Regions from separate parts of the Columba livia genome. Here region 1 is linked to region 2. A link is a contact called in public Hi-C data. All regions are on one chromosome and are shown on one strand. Each heading gives the region's core, a stretch centred on a gene start, on an enhancer-like site or on the middle of the called end of the contact. The rest is flanking DNA. Distances are from core to core; before and after follow the strand shown.

Region 1 (3,261 bases), core at 243-2,742, 140 kb after region 2:
AATTGCTGCTTCAGAAATGCAGGAAATACTCCCCTGCTTCTTCAGTGGTTCACTGGCATATTTCAATGTGCAATCGCTCACATTTGACCTTACATTTGTTAAGAGTAAGGACTGAAAACCTGTAATAAACTACCCATTAAATATCTATATTTTATGTAATAGCAAATCACATTTCTTCTGATGAACAGACTACTTCTCACTAAATTCTTCACTTGAAAATCTACCTCTCTCAGAGTCATTGTATGCATAGAACATAAAACTTACTTTAAATACAAACGTAATCTGAGAATGTTTGTACAATCTGTCATTTTGGTTCTGTTAGTGACAAATTGTAACTTGAATTATACTGTGAATTATCTAGGAATCCAGGAAGTGCACAATGCCATCTGCAGAAGCTGATACAACCCACGCTCAGCAGAACTGTCAGATACTCTTCAGGTGCTGCAGTAGCAGTTTAAAGAAGACAGTTTAGTTCTGTCAGACTTATTATAAACAATAATTTGCAAACATGTAGTCAAAGCCCATCACAAGTGAAACACATTTAACTAATTAAATTCACTTTATAGAGTAGCAAAAAAATGAAAGAAATATGAAACACCAACCTTCTTACAAAAGAGTAAAAAATTAAATCTAACCCATTAATTTGTCGTTCTCAGTCCCTCCACACCCAAGAAAATAAAGCAACATCATATCTTTGCTATCCAGGAGACAGGCAGCTGGGACTTTGGTAGGTTCACTAGAATCACCTGCAAAACTTCAGTGTGAACACAAACACGGTAAGAGATAACACGATATAATAACGATATGACACGCAGTGACAGGATGTAGAACCGAGGCACACGTGTAGACAATTGCACAGCACCCCCTTAGACGTGGTTTATTTTCGCAAGGCGGATTTTCCTTCACCACACAGCCCTTTTGCTGGGGGCCAGAGCGGTGAGCGGCGTTTCCCTTGGGGGGACGGCGGCAGCTGCCTCAGGCCACATGGCGACAGCCCGGCCAGGGCCGCGCCAGGGCCGTTCCCACCACTCCAGGTAGCCACGCGGCTCTGGGGAGGATGGAGTCCATCCCGGCTCGCTCGCAGGGTGACACGCTGCCGCCCAGCTCTGCCACTTCCCCAGCTCCGCCACTTCCTCGGCTCCCGGTGAGCAGAACCCTCCCATGGCCGCTGCCTCCACCTGTCCCGCCAGGCTCTCCGCGCCAAGGCCTCCCGCCCTGCCCCCGCCGGCCTGCTCCGACCGCCGCCGCACGGAACGCGGGAGAGGACGGCTCACCTCGTTGTTGAGGTTCAGCACGGGAGCCATGGTGCCGGCCCCTGCCCGTACAGCTCCGCCGTCCCTCCGAGCGCTCCCCACGCCGCAGCACGAAGCGAAACCGGACGCATGCGCCTCGCGCGCGGCGGCAGGCCCGCTCCAGGCTGGCGCTCTATGGCTAGAGCCTCTCTAGGCTAACTCTTGCGGGCCGCGGTCCTCCGACTCCGCCCTGGCCGCGCCGGCTTCCGGCGGCTCCCACCGTGCCCTGGGGAGGCGGGGCGGGGCATTATGAAGTGCGGGGACCTTGCACCGCGCAGGCCACCCAGCCCGCAGTCGCGTTTCTTTAGAAATGGGGGTGAAGAGAGTCTCCTTCTGACTCCGGCGGGTGATAAGCGACGTGGGCAGGAAGAGGATCTCCCGGCTGACCTGCCCGAGCCGCTCGGCTGGCTCGTGGTGACCCTGGCACTGCGGCCTTGTGCTTGTGTTGCTGCATCCCGTCATCGGCCGGCCAGAGCGAAGACCTGAGAAGATGTCTGAATCCTCAAACTATAAGACATCTGCCCCACCTAGTGACGCGCGGAAACAACTTTACAACCTATAAAGTCATAAAACTTTACAACCCACAAGGTTATAAAGCAGATATGTTTATTTTGACGTCGGGCACAAGGGGGAATCATTCCACCATTAATGCGCAACTTCTAACAATAAGAGGTGTGTTTAAATACAGTAAGGTGTTACATAGTCATAACGACCCCAGGAACGCCTGTAGATATTTATAACCTCTCCCCGCTTCTTACTGAGCCCTAGTTAATCATTTCCGTAGTCTCCTCCTTGACCCCTCCCTGTTACGCCTGCGCAGTGCCGTCTGGCGGTCTTCAGGTGGGGTCTTCGGGGATCTTTGGGTGAAGGCTCCGTCAGCTTCGCCACAGTGAACTTCTTACTTTTGGCTCATTATGTTGAATTGACTGGAACACAAGCTGCCACGTCGGTTGAAACCAGTCTGGTTCCCTCCATTTTGCTGTAAATCTTCATTATCTCGCCTCCTCAAGTCTGCAGCTAGGCGCTGAAAAACTTCTTATCTTAGCATTCGATGGGGTTCTGTCTTTTCTTAAAATTGTTTACATAAAGCTCTAAACTAGGCATCCTTAAAGTGTTAGTTCCCTCTATCACTAGTAGTTTATAATCTTAGAAATGATCTGGGATTCTTGCTTTTCTCCTCTTGTTGCTGCCAGCCCGAAAAACATTACATGAGTAAACAGTGCACAATTCTGCATTTATAGGTTTTGTCTTATCCTCACTCCTTGTTTTTCCCTATGATGCAAAACCAGCCACGATTTTCAAACTGCTTTGAAATTTTCAGACTGATTTTTTCCACTTGTGGAGGACGCAGAGTATAGTTTGTGCTGAAATAAGGTCATCTGAAGCTCCAGCTGCATAAAATTTTGTATGCACAGTTCATTTTCAATATTTGTGGTGAAGTGGGGCTGAGCATGTGTTTTTGACTTTGTGAGATCTCAGTCTGAAATTTTGGCAACGTTTCATGAGACTTTTTCCTCATTATTTCCAGTTTATTGTTTTAGAATGAATTGTTGATTTAAATTGTTACAAATATTTTTCTATTTTATTGAAACAGGACTTTCACAAAACTTGTGTCTGAATGTAAGGAAGTCTTAGCATGTTTAGAAAATGAATCAGTTGTTTCACATCACTGTTTATCTGTTTCAGCATTCAAAAGAACTGAGATAATATTTGAAAATATTTGGAGAACTTGTTTTAAATATAAAACCTTTTTGTTTATACGAGTTGTTATAAACCCCTTTGTTTATACGAATAATATCAGTTTCGGGAAATTCTTTGGACATTCACCAGCAGTTAGCTGGCCGCTGGATGGCACTGTTGTGCCCGGAATTCTTCTTTGAAGTCTGACTAGACAACTACAATTGTTGTCAGCTGTCTCTGTAATGCATTTTTTTCTGCAGGATCTAGCATTTAGATCTTGCTGTGTTTT
Region 2 (2,819 bases), core at 34-2,533:
ACAGTAACGGAAGATCACTGAAATCTTGGTTTTAGGTAGTTAACATGATAAGAAGAAAACAGCAGATGGCAGCAGCAGATGCTAGTGACACATCTGATAGGCTTTTAGGATCAGCGTTATCTGTTGTCAAAAAAACGGTAACATATACCCGGAGTAAGTCGTTAATACTCACATCTAGCAGACATTTTGGACAATGAAAGAACAAAAACCATACTCTGCTCTAGTGTAAGTCTGAGTTTCAGTAGCTCCAGACATCCCTTCCATTGTCTGGGGTATCACAGCAGAATCTAAAACAGAAGTTCTGAGCTTATGTGATCCTTGAGAGTCTCTTAAGCATAGGCTGGTTTTTGTTTTACACAGCCAGACATGATTAACTCAGATGTGTTCACGCAACCTGAGAGCAAGGACAGCTAGTGGAAGAGTTGGCTTAGAGGGGCTCTAAAGGCACTTAACACTGAATGGAGTGTTTGTTAGTAATGATACTCGACCCTGCGCTTGCTAAGGGAGAGAGAAGTCCAGGACAGAGCTACATAGGCAAAAGTGCTTGCAGTTGTAAAGTTAAAATACCGTTCACATGGTGTACCATCAAATTGGTCAGGTCTCCATTTTTAGAATGAGGAAAATACAGCTTTTTAATTTAGGACTTCTTTCATTGCATAAAGTAATTTGACAATAACATTACAGTTCTTAAATATGCTTATAGAAGGGCTGGACTTTTTTTCAGTTGTTCCTTTCCTCTGATGTTTTGCTGAATCAGGACTTTAAACAGGTATTTAAATAATTAATTGTAACAGAGATAAGGGGTGCTAATTGAGACAGGGACTGCCTCAAATGCTTTCTTGCCAGGAACAAAGCAGATTGCCATTTCACTCCAATAGTGGTATACTTTTTTTTTTTTTTTTAGCAGAATTAATAAGCAGCTGAGTTACTGGTAAGGTGAGGAAAATTAAAACCATATGTTGGAAAAATATAAAGACTGTGAAGGAGACCCAGACCTTGTCCCTGTTCATAGCAAATCCGCAGTCCTTCCATGAGCTTAGTGCTTTGCAATATCCTTCAATGTGCAGACCTTTCAAAAATTTAAACCAGAGGTGGAGACCCTCAGACAGAGAATTTAAACCTATGGAAAAGAGGCTTCCTTCGACCATGTCTTTTAGAAGCATTCTGCCAGTCCTTCACGGCCCTGGGATCACAGGCAATTTCTTTCACTCTTTCCATTCCTATCTCTGCCTTTTTGGTGCACCTCTGTTCAAAAGGATGCCTCTAAAAATAATAAAATAAAGAACTTCAGAGAAGTAAAACCCATTATCCCTTCCTGAAAGTTGTCACTAATAATAAAGTCCTTCAGACTTAATTACAAACTGCAAGTTGTGCAGCCTCATTAGTTCTGCTGTATCTTATGAAAGCAAATGAGGAAACCTGTTGTTCACACAGAAAAACAGATTTGAACACAATTCATTCTGGCTCTGGCAGAGCTCACAGAAGTAAAAAGTGGTAATAATGTTGTTAAACAAGTCAGCAGATGTGACTGAATCCACACAGGGATCAGATATGTTGTGCAAGAGGGAAACATTTTTAGAGTCAGTCTCCATGCCAAACTCCAAACTGCACTTTAAACTTGGTTTTTTTTTTTTATGACGTTGTAACTAGGAACATTTACCCCCAGCCTTTTTTTTTTTTTTTTTGAACATACAGAATTATGTGTGGTGGACAAAAATCTCTGCTTCACACCCATGACTTTCATTGAACAAACACCTTTTGAGCAACACCTTTTCTTTGGTAAATAGTACAATGTAGTGTACAACAAGAACATCTCCTTTCCCACAACAATAGGTGCACCTATGCAGCACTTTGAACTGTTTCTGGGTTATTTGAAATTTGCTGATAAAAGACCTGAGGAGTGGACCTAATTTGCCAGTATCTATCAATTAGTAGCCTCAAATAATATAATATAAAGAGGCCTCACATTGTCTTGTCATGTTTGTTAGCATAATGCTATTAACTCCATTTATTCAGCAGCTGAAAAACTGAAATACAGCATGCTTTGACTTTCAAAACATTTTAGAAATGCTCTGCATAGCATTGCATTCCTTTGGTGACTGAGGAAGTTAAATTCCATTTTTAAAAGTAGGCTAGGCTATCAGGAGTCCAGCCACCACTGGTGAAAAGAAAAAAAAAAAAGGAAAAAAAAAGAAAAAACCAAACAAACACCCTTGCCTTTTATTTCAGACTCTGGGGCTAAATTTAGACATCTATCTTTTTACAAACTTCTGGCCAAAAGACAGCTTGTGCAAAAACAAATGCAGAAAAACACATGCCATTTTCCAAAACTTTGTGTAGCTATTGGATAATGTGAATCAGCTTCTTTATTCTGGGATCTTGAATCAAATTCAGTGGAAATAAATGTGCAGTCTTGTTTACTTTGTTGTTGTTATACTCTGAGTTGCTGCCTTTGAATATGTAGTCCTCAGTAAACTTGTGTTCCATGCCAGAGTTAAGAATAACGATAAAAAGTGAAAATCATTGGAAACACTGTATTTCAAGTTAACTAAACAAAAATACCTAAGATACCTACATGCTAAGATACATAACATCCGAAGTTTGCCTAAGCTGCTTGATAGAATCTCCTAGGGAACTATAGCACACAATGGTCCCTTTTGGGGACAGAACTCTCATGGGACCACAGAGTATGAAAACCCAACCACTTCCTTTCAACAGGAAAATCAAAAGATACAGGAATAAGAAGTTTCCCTGACTCACACTGTATTGTCCTTTGCCTACAATTCAGAAAAAAAACTTTCACATGGAGGAAAGCAATT

Evidence for each region. Hi-C and Micro-C count contacts between places; a contact is called where the count stands out from the background.
Region 1: a contact with region 2 is called in a Hi-C map of liver, with 2.2 times the contacts expected there. The contact joins the promoter of SRFBP1 here to the enhancer-like site in region 2. A contact is called at or near these places in 2 of 2 Hi-C or Micro-C datasets (crop and liver).

The regions. Positions count from the first base shown.
Region 1 is chrZ:32,941,264-32,944,524 of bColLiv1.pat.W.v2, forward strand. It overlaps SRFBP1 (serum response factor binding protein 1), which reads right to left and starts at 1,493. Exons shown (of 7, transcript XM_021292582.2): 1 at 1,275-1,493. The coding sequence starts at 1,304.
Region 2 is chrZ:32,797,863-32,800,681 of bColLiv1.pat.W.v2, forward strand. The region is part of intron 7 of ZNF475 (zinc finger protein 475); the gene reads right to left. Among named protein-coding and RNA genes, the nearest start is that of ZNF475, 43 kb to the right of the region's middle. Within about 2 kb of position 1,284, at least 2 of the 3 cell types and tissues checked have an H3K27ac peak away from gene starts, as active enhancers do.